Regions from separate parts of the Mus musculus genome. Here regions 2, 3, 4 and 5 are each linked to region 1. A link is a contact called in public HiChIP or PLAC-seq and promoter capture Hi-C data. All regions are on one chromosome and are shown on one strand. Each heading gives the region's core, a stretch centred on a gene start, on an enhancer-like site or on the middle of the called end of the contact. The rest is flanking DNA. Distances are from core to core; before and after follow the strand shown.

Evidence for each region. Promoter capture Hi-C pulls out the DNA fragments that hold promoters and counts their contacts. HiChIP or PLAC-seq counts read pairs in DNA pulled down with a chosen protein or histone mark.
Region 2: a contact with region 1 is called in a promoter capture Hi-C map of hematopoietic stem and progenitor cells, with 4 times the contacts expected there. The contact joins the promoter of Thumpd3 here to the promoter of Ift122 in region 1. A contact is called at or near these places in 2 of 39 promoter capture datasets (hematopoietic stem and progenitor cells and pre-B cells).
Region 3: an H3K27ac HiChIP or PLAC-seq map of embryonic stem cells shows a contact between it and region 1, with 6 times the contacts expected there. The contact joins the promoter of Ankrd26 here to the promoter of Ift122 in region 1. A contact is called at or near these places in 2 of 115 datasets of contacts at active chromatin or transcription factors (astrocytes and embryonic stem cells).
Region 4: a promoter capture Hi-C map of cranial neural crest shows a contact between it and region 1. The contact joins the promoter of Il17re here to the promoter of Ift122 in region 1.
Region 5: a promoter capture Hi-C map of fetal liver shows a contact between it and region 1, with 3 times the contacts expected there. The contact joins the promoter of Csgalnact2 here to the promoter of Ift122 in region 1. A contact is called at or near these places in 3 of 39 promoter capture datasets (the 3T3-L1 cell line, fetal liver and maxillary cranial neural crest).

What each region holds. Positions count from the first base shown.
Region 1 is chr6:115,852,213-115,854,932 of GRCm38.p6, forward strand. Ift122 (intraflagellar transport 122) reads left to right here and starts at 1,316. Exons shown (of 29, transcript NM_001167763.1): 1 at 1,316-1,497. The coding sequence starts at 1,457. It overlaps Mbd4 (methyl-CpG binding domain protein 4), which reads right to left and starts at 1,129. Exons shown (of 8, transcript NM_010774.2): 1 at 925-1,129. The coding sequence starts at 998.
Region 2 is chr6:113,044,981-113,047,700 of GRCm38.p6, forward strand. It overlaps Thumpd3 (THUMP domain containing 3), which reads left to right and starts at 1,322. Exons shown (of 10, transcript NM_008188.3): 1 at 1,322-1,410; 2 at 2,435-2,720. The coding sequence starts at 2,467. It overlaps Gm43868 (predicted gene, 43868), which reads right to left and starts at 1,191. Exons shown (of 1, transcript NR_164179.1): 1 at 1-1,191.
Region 3 is chr6:118,560,863-118,563,582 of GRCm38.p6, forward strand. Ankrd26 (ankyrin repeat domain 26) reads right to left here and starts at 1,409. Exons shown (of 34, transcript NM_001081112.2): 1 at 951-1,409. The coding sequence starts at 1,195.
Region 4 is chr6:113,457,391-113,460,110 of GRCm38.p6, forward strand. It overlaps Il17re (interleukin 17 receptor E), which reads left to right and starts at 1,381. Exons shown (of 15, transcript NM_145826.6): 1 at 1,381-1,636; 2 at 1,970-1,985. The coding sequence starts at 1,505.
Region 5 is chr6:118,137,768-118,140,487 of GRCm38.p6, forward strand. It overlaps Csgalnact2 (chondroitin sulfate N-acetylgalactosaminyltransferase 2), which reads right to left and starts at 1,373. Exons shown (of 8, transcript NM_030165.3): 1 at 1,256-1,373.

The DNA of each region.
Region 1 (2,720 bases), core at 66-2,565:
TCCAGCGCCAGTGAACCTGACACCTCCTCTGGTCTCCACCAACACCTACGTATATAGACAAACACATAAAGAAAAAAAAGTGGGTCTCTAGAGAGACCTTCTAACCCAACCTACTTTCTACAAATAGGGAAATAGGGACACTAAGCAAGACCTAGAGACTAACCACAATTAGAACCATGGCATTCTTAGATGGAATTTGGCGTTAGGTATCAGCTAGAAGGATCTTATAGGGAGACAAGGTAACTGAAACCTGAGGGAATCCCTACAAAACTGTTAGGTTAACAAAATGGGTCAAAACCCCAGCTCGCTACTTATTATTAGCTGATCTTCCAAAGAGAAAGTCACTTTGAGCTCAAAATCTCCGTTCTCCATCTGTAAAAAGGAAGTAGCATTAAAAAAAAAAAAGTTTTGTTGTTTGCTTTTGAGCCGGGAATCTTATGTACCATAGGCTAGCTTTGAACCCACGACGTACCAGAGACTCATCTTCAACTTCTGATCCTCCTGCCTCCACAGGCAGACGCCGCCAAGCCCGGATATTCGGTGCTGTCGCTCGAACCCTCGGCTTTGTGTTTACTACGTAAACACTACCAACTTAGTTAAATGCCCAGCCCTTAAAAGTGTTTGAGCGCCCAAGTTTTGGGACATGCAAATACGTGCATCATTTTAGCCCGGACACAACAGTAGCTTCCTCTGTGACTTGTCATAGGGCTATTTCTGAGGGTCCCTTCCGGCCCAGGCTAACCTGCTTGCATCACAAAACCTCCCTTGTCCTCCAAGCTCCCCAGTCAGTTCGGCCAAGGAATCGGGTACACCCTAGTCTTGTTCCCACAGGGCGACAGCTCTAGGTGCCACCTTGTGTTAAAGGTTAGGAAGACCCACACAAGAGCGACTCCTCTGAGGCCCGAGAGAGGTTTAATAACTTGCCAGCGATCCCAAGGCGGGTCTGGAACTAGGCTCTCTCCACGGACTCTGTTGTCCCCAAGGTTTGGGCTCTCCATCCCTGCTGCTTTGGTCCACTGGGGCGCAGCTGCAGCTCCAGGCCGAGAGGTGGAGTAAAACACAACTCAAACCACTGAGCCGAATCCAAACACCGACGTGAAAGTCAATCAACCCACACAGCAGCCTTCCCGCCACCGCTTCAGCTACAGATGCCACAGCCAGGGTCCCGCCAATCAAACCCTCTGTCGTCAAGACTCCCCGCCCCACCCACCTTTCCGGACCAATCGCTCGTGTCATACTTACGCTTCCGCCTCCTGCGTCCCTACGCGCCCGGCGCTTCGGCGGAGGAGGTGGGCTCCCTTTTGTACATGCGCACTTGGAGCTTTGGGAAACTCATGCGCGGTTCATTGCGCATGTGCGTTGCTAAGGGTAGCGCAGGTAGCTGAAGTGGTTTGTGGAAAGAAGCCTGTTGCTGCCGAGGCTGGGAGGAGGGGCCCGAAGCGTGAGGGAAACGGCGATGAGGGCCGTGTTGACGTGGAGAGACAAAGCGGAGCAGTGGTGAGGAGCGGGAACTTCGGGGATGGCGGGGAGGCGGCAGGAACCGGCGCATTGCCATGGCAACGGGCCTGCGGCCTGGACCGAGGACTCTGATTCCGTGCCTTCAACTTCCCAATGGAAGAGAAGCTGAGATTCCTGGAGGGGCATAGGGATCATCTGAGGGAGGCTGGAGCAGTTTATACGTCATCATCATCCAATTTCACTTCTCTCTTCTCAAAATTCCTCACCCACCAGTGTTTTCTCAGCTTCCTAACCATCCTCAAAGTGCCCACACTTTTGTTTATCTGACATTCTTTAAATTTCTCCTGTTTTTGTTGGTTTGTTTTTGAGATAGAGCCTCACTTTAAAGCTCTGGTTGGTCTGGAATGCACTATGTTGACCAAGCTGGCGTTGAACTCACAAAGATACATATGCTTCTAGCTCCCCAGTGCCGGGATTAAAAATTTTCGAGCAGGAACAAACAAAACGGTGTGAGTAACTTGCATCTCGGTTCTGAGCATTTCCACCTGAGCTGAGATCTACTGTGTCTGAAACAGGACATTTCCATGTACGGTCAGAGAAACATGTAAGATGCGATCAAGTCAAGACATCTCTTGATTGGGAAGTTTGAGGAGTATTTTCAAAATTAGTACTTAAGAGTGAGCTTAATTTAAAGCTTAATTTTAAATACTGAGGATTAAGGCTTAGTATTTAAGAGCACTTTGGATAAGTTCCAGGACAGTCAAGTCTACACATAGAAACCCTGTCTTTAAAAACAAAAACAAACGAACAAAAAAGAAAAAGAAAAAAATATATAGTAAAAAAAAATATTGGGCTGGAGAGATGGCTCAGAGGTTGAGAGAACTGTCTGCTCTTCAAGCGGTTCTGAGTTCAAGTCTCAGCAACCACATGATGGCTCACAACCATCTATAATGACATCTGGTGCCCTCTTCTGGCCAGCAGGTGTATATGCAGGAAGAATGCTGTATACATGATAAATAAATCTTTAAAAAAAAATCAAAAAGTGTTTTAAAAAGAGAGAATGACAATAGAATGACTCTGTCATCTTAATTAATTTGGTATGATTTGATATCCTATTCTATTTTGTCATTAAAATCCACCAGCCAGGAACACATTTCAGGAAATTCTGGCTTGACTAATTCTCAGCTTGACTCAGAGTCTTCTTAGATGGTCTGGTCTGTTCCCCACCACTGTCTGTCCTGAGACTTTTCCTTGTGAGACCT
Region 2 (2,720 bases), core at 72-2,571, 2.8 Mb before region 1:
CAGGGGGCAACCCATGGAGTTTGTTCTCTCCTTCCACAGTGTGGGTCCTGGGGATAGAATGCAGATGGCCAGGCTTGATGGCAGACACCTTTTACATGCTGGGCCGTTTGTCAGACCCCTTTTTTATTTTTTACTAAACTACAACGCCGCTTTCTACGATACTGGCTGCTCCTAAACTCTTTGATGCATCCAAGGCAAGGATCCGGTTTTTACCTTTCTCATTGTCCGTGCTGACAAGGACAGTGTGGCTCCATGCCTCAGCTGCTGCTGCCACCACTGAAACTTTAAACAATTTTTATTATTTATTTATTTATTTATTGGTGAGGATGAGGGGAGAGGCAGAGAGAGAGATTGCAATGCAGTGTCATAATGCCCTTGGAGCCAGACTTGGCTGTCAGAGCCCCTGAAGTTACAGGTATTGAGAGCGGCCAGAGGTGGGTGGGTGCTGGGTACCAAATTTGAATTCTCTGGAAAAGCAAGCCTTAATCACTGAGCCATCTCTCCACCATCGCTCCCCCCCCCCCCCCAAAATCCGGCTGTCTCTTTCTGTTGAGTTCTAAGTTTCCTCTTTTAAAATGTTACATTTGGGGCTGGTGAGACGTCTTAGAGGGTAAAGGCTCTTGCTACCCATCCTGATTAGCTGAGCTGGATCACTGGAACCCACGTGGTGGAAGAGAAGCAACTTCTGCCAAGTTGTCCTCTGACCTCAGGTGTGGCACACAAGCTCCCTCCACACACACAGGAAATACATGTAACTAAAATATAGGAAATGTAACCTTTGGCATATATAGAGAAACATGATCTGAAAACCGCAGGCTAGGCTAGGGGCTATACTCTAGTTACAGCACAGCTTGCCGGTCCCTGCAGAATCCAAGCCGGGTATGGTGGCGCACACCTGTAGTCCTAGCATCCCGGAGGCAGAGACAGCGGATATCTGTGATTTCCAGGACAGAACGATCGACAAAACGAGCAGGCCAGTCAGGGCTACATAGTGAGACTCCAATCTCAAAAAGAAATTCCAAGTAAAGAGTGTTGTGCAAGACGGGAATGGGGGAGAAGAATCTCTTTAGCCTCGGTTTCTCTGGCTTTAAGACTGGAATCAAGTCCCAGTCTCACCCCAGTGCTCGACACTGAGGGCAGAGGAAGTAGAACAACCGAGCATCCGCTCGCTAGGAGAGCGCCCTCCGCAGTGGTTCCCTCCGGGCAGGTGACCGGCCTACCGGCCGTTCTTCCTCTTCCGGGTCAGAGTGCACCCAACTGCGCACAGCTCTCCGCGCACACTCCCCCGCCTACCCCGGAGCGTGGGAGCACCGTGCCCTCCGAGGCCTGACTTCCGTTTCCGGGCTGGCACCTCGGCTTCCGGCGGCGTGCTCGCGGTGCGGAGACCGGAAGGGTCTGTGCTTGCTGCCGGTAACTGGCCGCGGCTGGGAGTGGCCGGGTGGGTGGGACGCAGGGGAAGACGGCGGTGGCTTCGTATAGGTCGGTGCTGGGGCTGAGCGTCTGGACTCTCGCTGGGCTTCGCAGAGGGTGGGAGTGAGAGAGCCACTGCCCTTCGGTCCGAACAGCCCTTCTGCTCTCCACACTGTCCGTAGGAGTTGTGTTCACAGTGGCGAACGGTGACACGGTGGAACCGCGTTCACCTCTGTGGCCTGTTCTTGGTTGGCACAGCATTAGGGACAAGGAAGATGTTAGCTTAAGCCACGGCGCTTTTGAAAAGCTGGTGGGAGGTGTGGGCCCTCCATCACGGTAACACCACTCCAGCCCCTTCAACCTCCACAAACACTCCCACAGGACGTCTGTATTACTAGCTTCAGACATTTCCAAGGTGTCCCCAGCATGCGCGTCATTGGATCTCGGCGTCACCACATAGTAGGCTTTCAGATATTTGTAATTGTTTAGATAGTGGAAGTTGAGTTAATCTTTAATAAATTCACTGCCCACTTGTCTACATGGCGGAAAGTAGATACCTCACCCATACATTAAAAGTTTTGATCATTAGTCCAGAATTGTGTTGTTCTCGTTAAAATCTTCTGTCTTTGGGAAAGAGAGATATATTTAGTTTCCAGTTCGAAACTAGGCAGGAGTAACTTGCTTCCTGGACCCGCGAGTGTGGGAAGCAAGAATTTTTAACTCTGAACCACTACAGCCTCACATCCTGAAGTGCTAAGCTGAAAGAGCAACAGAGGAGCTTCTCTATTCATGTTAGCAAATGTAAGATGGTGCTTACCAACACAGATGAGCCTAAGCCAAGCACTGCATGCAGTGGAAACACTCTTGTCTTTTCTCCTGATGAGCCTGCATATTGCTTGTTTAGTCACGTTTCACTGCCTGTAATCCGTGCCCTTATTTATACTACAGTTTTAACTCGATAGGTACATTGAAATACAAAAAGAGATGGCATTGTTTCCCTTTTTCTTCCCTGTATTGCCTCTAGAGACTGTTGGTCCTTTTAGAAACATCTCCATCATGTCTTGTGACACTCAAGAAGCTACCAGAGAGTGCCTGGGTATGAACCTTGATGGCAACAAAGAGCCTGTGTCGCTGGTAGAAAGCGGCGTCAGAAGTGAGTCGGAGCATCTCCAAGTCACTATTGGAGCCACTGTACCCACTGGCTTTGAACAAACGGCTGCGGGGGAAGTGAGAGAGAAACTGAAGTCGGCCTGCAGAATCAGCAAAGACCGCGGAAAGATCTATTTTGATATTGCAGTGGAAAGTCTGGC
Region 3 (2,720 bases), core at 159-2,658, 2.7 Mb after region 1:
TTCTAAATTCTTTTTTGGTTTTTTTGTTTGTTTGTTTGGTTGGTTGGTTTTTTCGTTTTGTTTTGTTTTTTGAGACAGGATTTCTCTGTGTAGCCTTGGTTGTCACGGAGCTCACTCTGTAGACCAGGCTGGCCCCGAACTCAGAAATCCACCTGCCTCTGCCTCCCAAGTGCTGGGATTAAAGGCATGAGCCACCACTGCCCAGCAATATCTAAATTCTTACATATACTTGATTGGATATGTTCTGGGTTTTCTATTCCACCCTGCTCACTGCTGTGTCTCTTTGGCTGCTAGTAAACGACTGACTTGTGAAAACTAGTAGTTTTATCCTTTAGAAAGTTTTTTTTTTCTCGTCTCATCACAAAATCAAAAGCAACATAAGAAACTCAAAATTGTTAAAACGCTGACGGTCGGGTTTGGCTTACGTTAAATTGATCAGGATATTCAGAGTTCGAGTTCTGGGAATTACCAATCTTTGACTCGAGAATATGGAACTATTTTCCCACTTCAAAATGCAGTAAAAACAAACCAACCAACCAAAACCATTCACACAGGTGTACGGCAGTGATAAGATGGATCCTGTATGTTAGTGGAAGAATTTTTAACCTTGAACAGAAACATTTCTCCTATTATGTATTTCTACAACATAAAACTTTCTTATATGTATGCAGAAAGTTAAAATGTTAGTTAACTCGCTTTACATTGCCAGTGAAGGGAACTGTCAGTGGATCAGAAACCAGCTGAAGTGTTTTTTGTTGCTGTCCTTGCTGTTCATACAGGTCAGGGCTTAGACCCCACTAAGACTTAGGCATTCAAAGCCAGGTGGGAAGAGTCAAGCTTCCTTAATGAAAGATAGACTCTCTGTCTTCCAGCCCCAAAGCCAGACAAGGTAGGTGCACGCTCCCCCACCAGCTTCGTCCCGCCCCGCTAACTGGCGGGCCATTTATTACCTGTCCTTCTTGTCTCTATCGTTCACGCCACTTTTTCCAAGGATAAGGATATGCTGCACTTTGGCTACATCTCCCACGCTTGCAGCCTTGTGGATCTTGCCCATATCCTTGTCGTGAATATGGTACCTGGGCACGTGGGAGCCACTAGCACTCTCGCGTCCAAAGCCCACGCAGTTGCTGCGCGGGCGGGCAGAGGGGCCTAAGGGCGATGGGCCCTTACTCCTGAAGCCAAAAATCTTCTTCATGGCAGAGGGTACGCCCCTCACAGGCACCTTCTTCCCCGCGCAACGTTGGCTGACAACACAACGCAGCTAGGGCACTTATTGAAAAGCCGGCCTAGACGCACGGGATCCCACCGGGAAAGACGCTGCATGGCCCGGCAGGTTTTTAAAGCACAATAATCGCCAAGCCGAGCTGCAAACTAGCAACCCGCGCCTTCTTGCTGCCGCGCATGCTCACACAGGCCCAGCAGCGACCAGTGCCCAGCACGCGTGCGCACGGCCAGGCTCCGCCTTCTTTGCTGTTCAGGAGGTCAGGGCGCTGCAACCTAGCGGGTTCTCTAACCCGGGGTTTAAGGCGGAGGTGGGCAGTGTGTTGTTTCCAGAGGCCCGGGTTAGCCTCGGTTTGGGCGTGATCGCTGCAAGGCTTCAACAGGAATGGGGGTCGCTCAGCAGCGTGGAACCCAGACCCAGTACTCCAGGACTGCGGGCATTGAGGGCGCCTGGCAGATGGGCGCAGAACCTTCTGGAGTCCGGCCTCCCTGCTTAGCTTTGGCCTTGTGTTTCAGTGGCAGTTAAACCTGTTGGGGAGCAAACCTATTGGACTCTAGGTAGGCGATAATCAAAAAGTAAACTACAAACAGCATGGATGGAATCGTGGCGTGGAAGAGTAAGGGAAGAGATTTTGTTAAGCTAAGTAGTTTGGGAATTAGTGCAATAAATGATCGTGTTTCACAGCCTAAAGAGTCAGTATATGAGTTAGACAAGCTGATGGGAGGTAAGAAGAAAAGGTTGTCTGCATTTGGGATCTGAATGAAACGATATGATGTGTGTAAATTTTTGGTTTTGGACCTGGAAAAAGTAATACTTAGTAAGCAGTTTTCCAGTGTAAGTGTTCACCTTGACGTTTTAAATTGTTAATAAATTTTGTCAATCTAAAGCCACAACTCACCTCAAAGGGAATAAAATACCGTTCGTGCCTAATAGGACCTCCAGTGGCCGCAGGAACTACCTCAAATTCAGGCTACCTCAAATCCTGTTTCATGTTCCAATTTTAATAGAAACGACAACAAATCAACCCACTTTTCAGATACGTCGGTGGGTACGTCAGGTAAGTGGGTTTTGTGTTAACACCCCTCAGATGGCAGTTGATGAATTTCTTACCCCCTTTGGCTGATGGAAGCTAGGAGTCCCAGTGGACATTCCAAAGGCTTTACCTCCTGGACATAAAGAAGCTAGGTCCCACGCACAGGAGAACACGATGGCTCAATGTGATTTGCTTCTGGACTTGCAACGTTCAAAACTTGCTACGGCAGTAGTTCAGATCAGTCAGTTCCTATGGTACAGCTTCTTTTTTTTTTTAATTTTTAATTTTTTATTAGATATTTTCTTTACATTTCGAATGTTATCAGCTTTCCTATCCTACCCCCTCCCCCTGCTCCCCAACCCACAGGAATCCCACTTCTGCAGTGTGGATCTGTAATACATGCTGTACTCAATGGAATGATTCCACAGGTTTTTGATTTGACTATATCTTTTGTAATAAAAATTG
Region 4 (2,720 bases), core at 131-2,630, 2.4 Mb before region 1:
CCTGGCAGAATGTAGCTGTAGCTCCAGCACTGAGTAGAGAAGACAGGTGCGTCCCAGGAGCTTGCTAGTCCACCAGCCTCGCTGCAACCGCAAGCGAAGAGCCAGGTTCAGTGACAGGTCCTGTCTCAAAACAAGTCGGACACCAAGCAGGGACCAATTCATTTCATGAATGCAAAAGCAAGAGGAGACTTTCAGAGTAATAGGTAAATTGGAGGCTGCAGATATGAGCCAGTAGATTTAGGACTGCCTCTGGTGTCAGCCTCTGGCCTCCGCATGAACCTGCATGGACAAGCACACCTGCCCACCTAAATGCCCACCATGACACACACGCACACCTAAGTTTTTAAAAAAATTTAATTTTAAAACAGAGACAAGGAGGACAATGGTGGTGTGTGCCTTTAGACCCAACACCGCACTTGGGAGGCAAAGATGGATTTCTAAGTTCAAGGCCAGCCTGGTCTATAGAGTGAGTTCCAGGACAGCCAGAACTACACAGAGAAACCCTGTCCTGAGGGTGTGTGTGTGTTTGTGTGTGTGTGTGTGTGTGTGTGTGTGTGTGAGAGAGAGAGAGAGAGAGAGAGAGAGAGAGAGAGGCCCCCATGGACATGCCCTGAACTTTCCTCCCCTCGGGCATTGCCAAGGAAGGAGAGGGCTGCTGCAGCTCAAGTGCTCCATGGTAAGAGGAAACTGTAAGATGATGGGGATGGGGAGGGTCCCCACAAAGCCTGGAGCCGTGTCAGCCTTTTTCCTGCACCGGAAACCACAGGAAACCAGGTCAGTGCGTGGGGCTGCTCCCTCTGCTCCAGAGCTCGGCTGTCAGCTCTGGGGCTTCCTGAACAAGCCGTATCATTTAGTTGGTCTTCAAAGATGGAGAGCACTTTGACAGCTGGAAAGGGCTAGTGGGCACAGAGAGAAGGCTGGGCTTTAGTGGGAAGACAGCCGGGTGGGGAGCCCAAGTGCATGTGGGGTACGCAGGAGGCTTATTTGTGTTTTATAATGTTTACTCATTTTTGACTTCAGCAAATGATGCCCCAACCACTTCTTTATCGTCAGCATTCAGCGTAGACAAATGGAGAGTAACTGTTCATTTCTCAAAGAGAAGGATGTGGAACTGTCTGTGGCAGAGTATACTAATGTAATATGTGTGTCAGATCGGCAGTATTTGAGGTGCAGGAGGGGTTAAGAAATGGGTGCACCTCCACAACAAGGTGCAGGTCCCTTTCCTGTTAACTGTGCCACACCAAGAGCCTCCTGTGACTCCAGGGCAGTAAGGCTTTTTACAGAGCAAGCAAGTGTTCCTCAGTGCCCTGGCTCAGGAGAAGGAATGTGACCAAGCCTGCTGGTTAGGATCAAGGAGGAGCTTCGGGGCAGGGTGGATCTAGGGCAGGGTTAGGTGAGAGCGCCTGCTGGTACTGTGTGCTTCTCACAGCTCCAGGGCCAGGCCCTGCTGCCCTCTTGCAGACAGGAAAGACATGGTCTCTGCGCCCGGATCCTACAGAAGCTCATGGGGAGCCCCAGACTGGCAGCCTTGCTCCTGTCTCTCCCGCTACTGCTCATCGGCCTCGCTGTGTCTGCTCGGGTTGCCTGCCCCTGCCTGCGGAGTTGGACCAGCCACTGTCTCCTGGCCTACCGTGTGGTAAGGTCCTGCTGCCAAGTGAAGGGGCACTTGCTTGGCACAGACTAGAACCCCTCTTTCTCTTGCCTGCCCTTTCCTACCTCTGAAATCCTGGGCTCTTAGTGGCAGCCTCAGTGTGTCCTCTATGTGGTCTTGAAGGGATGGCTAAGGTTCTGGTGAGCAGAGGTCCTAGGCAGGGTGGGACTGAGAGAAAAACAGCTGGATGGATGGACTGAGCTGAGGGTCTCAGACCCAGATGGTTGGATGCAGAGTGCAGGGAGAATGCACCTTATGCGACTCCCTTCTAATGACTCCTCTCTCCTTTCTTTTCCCTTCTGGGCCCTGTATCTTCAGGATAAACGTTTTGCTGGTAAGTCTTATTTCCTGTCCTGCTCCTCTTCCCTGGGCTCCCCAGTGGTCCAGGACCCAGAGAGCCATCCTTGGCAGTTTTGGTTCCCAACCCAAGGAGTCTGCTATCAGTAAGAAAGTGCAGGACTAGTCTAGATTCCTCAGATTCTATAAATCCTTAGGCAGAGCTCTTCACTCCTCTATCTGACCTTGGCTTCTGAGCACCAGAGTGGAGGAGAAATGACTAGAAGATGAGGGCCGTGTTGCTTCCTGCCAATGGGGAAGATAAAATGAGCAACATGGTTAATCTCCAGGCATCCACCCAAGTGGCTCTTCCTATCACTGGCCCCTCACTCTATCAGGAACAATACTCTTTTATACTTTATGATACATTCAACTTTACCAAGCTTTCCCAGATGCATTGCATTACTTAAGACTCTTGATGAATGAGCAGTCTGGCACCTGGGTCTAATAACTTTCTCAAGATCATACTCAAAAGATTTATCAAAGCTCAGCCCTAAATTCAGTTGGAAGGAGGTAAGAGGGACCTCCTTAGACCCAACTGTTTCTCTTTTTGTTTTTGTTTTGAGACAGGGTCTCACTATGTAATACCAAAGCTTCCATCCTTTAATCCTCCTGTCTCAGCCTAAGCAATGGGCTTACAGCCATGTGTCTCTATGCTGACTTTCCTTTCTCTGACACAGGAAGTTTTGCTCAAACCCCCTGCCCTACTGTCCTAGCCACAAAGCCTTGGCAC
Region 5 (2,720 bases), core at 123-2,622, 2.3 Mb after region 1:
CTAAAACAAATAATACACAAATCTGGAAGCACACATTCATGAACAGAAGAACAATCACATCACAGAATGGCACATTACACTATAAGAAAGAATTATCAACACCATACCATGATATGAATGATATCATATCAAAAAACACGAACAGTGACTTCCACAGCAATATTCTGAGAATACTATATATTAACTCCATTAACATGAAGCTTAAAATAGTCCAAACTAATGGCTGATGAAAGAAGTCAGAACTCTTAATGGGGAAGCAGGGGTAACCTATTTGGAAGAAGCAGAGCACTATGGGAATGTTGTACAATTAAAATCTGATGTGTGTAGCAGCAGACAAGGTAAGAAGCATGTAATGATTCACAGACAGTTCATTTTCATGCATTTGTTGACGTTTTTTTATATTTTATACCACTACAAAAGGAGTGTAGATGGATAAACAGTAATTTCTTAATTATCTGAAACTAAAGCTGGTTGTTTAATATCAACACTTCTAAGCCTCATATACTGAAAACACAACACCCTTTTTATATTCTTTTAGTCACATAATTTAAAAAAGATAGTAGCAAATATTCCCGAATATTATGCCATAAAACACCTTTTTATTACTTCGGAAATCAGAGGTGCTTTTTTAAATGCACCTTTAAGAGATGGCATTAATCCCCAAGGTATTAAAGGCCCAGGGGCCTTCAGTGGCATGAACTGTCAGGACACTGCATGTACATTTCAAAAACAAGCTAAAGCACACCTTCAGATTTAATGAGGACTTAAGAAGAAAAGCGTTAGATTTGTAACCAAACTGTCATGCCGCCAATGTCATCATCACAAACACAAGTACCGCTGTGGTATTTGACAAATTACCCAGCCAGTTGCTCAGAAATGCAGGAATTTTCTAAACTATCTGGTCCTTCTGACAGTTCTCCGTTTTTGGTTTTTATCCAGGTTCCGGCGATCATCAATTCCTACTCCAAGAGCATCTTTTAAAGGGGAGCGTTTTGTCAGAGGCAGGAGGGCTGCTGCCAGTGGGCGCGTTCAACCCCACAGTAAAAAGTTTAGCCACTCAGCAGAGATGATGACGAGGAGGTTAAAAAAAAAACCTGACACGCAAACCAGCGGTCCCTGGCAGCAGCGGTCTCCAAAACGGGACCAGCCTCGGGAGGGCGCGTCAAGGAAGCGCCGCGCCCAGCGGCGTCCCGGAGGGCTCGTCCGAGGGGACCGGCCGCTGCCCAGAGGCGCGGCAGGACACGGCGGTACTCACCGCGCCCGCCGCTCAGCGTCGCCGCCTCTGGGGACCTGCACACCTGGCCAGCGCCCTGCGCGGGGCCGGCCCGGCGCGCCGCCGCGGAGCACCGCCACTTCCGGCGCGCGCGAGGAAATGAGGGAAATGAGGCTGGGTTGCTGTGGCGCGCCCGCCTCCGCGGTCAGGCCCCGCCCTCCACAGCCAGACTCCGCCCTCCAGGGCCAGACCCAGCCCACCGCAGCCGGGCTCCGCCCTCCACACTGCCAAGTCCCGCCCTCCAGGGCCAGGCCTTTCTCTTTCCAGCTAGGACACGCCTATTCCTCCCTCTTCTGTCCTGTGCCCTGCACAGAAAGCTCCACAGATGACAGTTGATTCATCTAAAAACAAACAAACAAACAACAACTGAGATGGGTGCTCAAGCCCTGTGGGATAAATAGCCTGGGAACATCATGCCTTAGAGACACTTAACTAGACACGCATGTGGCTAATCGTCACATAAGTGCTAACCTGGCAGAGCTGACTAGCGGGGAGGCTGAGGATAGCCAACATGCCTTCTGCTCAGGGAAGATCGGTACTGAACACTGAAGAGGTCCTTACGTGTTTTTACTTAAAATAAATAATTCCATTTGCTGCATGTAAAGTACCGTGTGTGTGTGTGTGTGTGTGTGTGTGTGTGTGTGTGTGTGTGTGAAGTCTAGCCTTTTCAGAAAAGCACACACTGGCAAAGTTGGAAAGAGACTGGATATGCAGTCAGCAAGCCTATCTTAGAAGTAGGTGATCCAGACCGTTAAAGTTTTCAGGATTTCCCTTGTGGCATTAGAGGAGAACATCTGGGCAGAAGATATCTCAACAACTGTCAGCCAATAGAGCCAGCTGTGGTCAGGAACAAAGTGTCTCCCTTGGACAGCTGCTTCTTTAGGACGCACCTTGAAGTCCCCTCAGACATCCATCTTCTCTAGTACAATCACAAAAGACAGTCCACGTGGGTTAGCTGCCTGCTGTCTACCAGCCACAGTCCTAAGTATGAGTGCAGGGAGGCAGGAGAATTCTCTCCTAGGAGACTTGGAACATGGGGACCTTTAGCAAATGGTTAAGTGCCCAGCACTGCTAAATTTCCAAGATAAGGCAAAAATTCTCTAATGTATTAATAAAGTAGATATAAATGGCACCTCACTGAAATCTTAGCGAGCCACGATGCCAGACTCCAGCTTTGGCACTGTTAGTCCAAGCCCACATCTACTGTGTGCCTACGTTACACTTGACATTTCATTAACAGTTTCTGAGAAGTCCCCAGAAGCCAGGTGTGACATCTGCCTATAGTCCTAGCACTCATGAGGCTGAGACAGAAAAATGATATTTTTCAGGCCTTCCTGGATTACTTAGTAAGTTCCAGGGCAGCCTGGGATATACATTGAGCCCTTATCTCAAACAAAAAGAAAGTCCACAGATGTAGGGACCTTTCGAATGTGCCCTCTAGACTCAT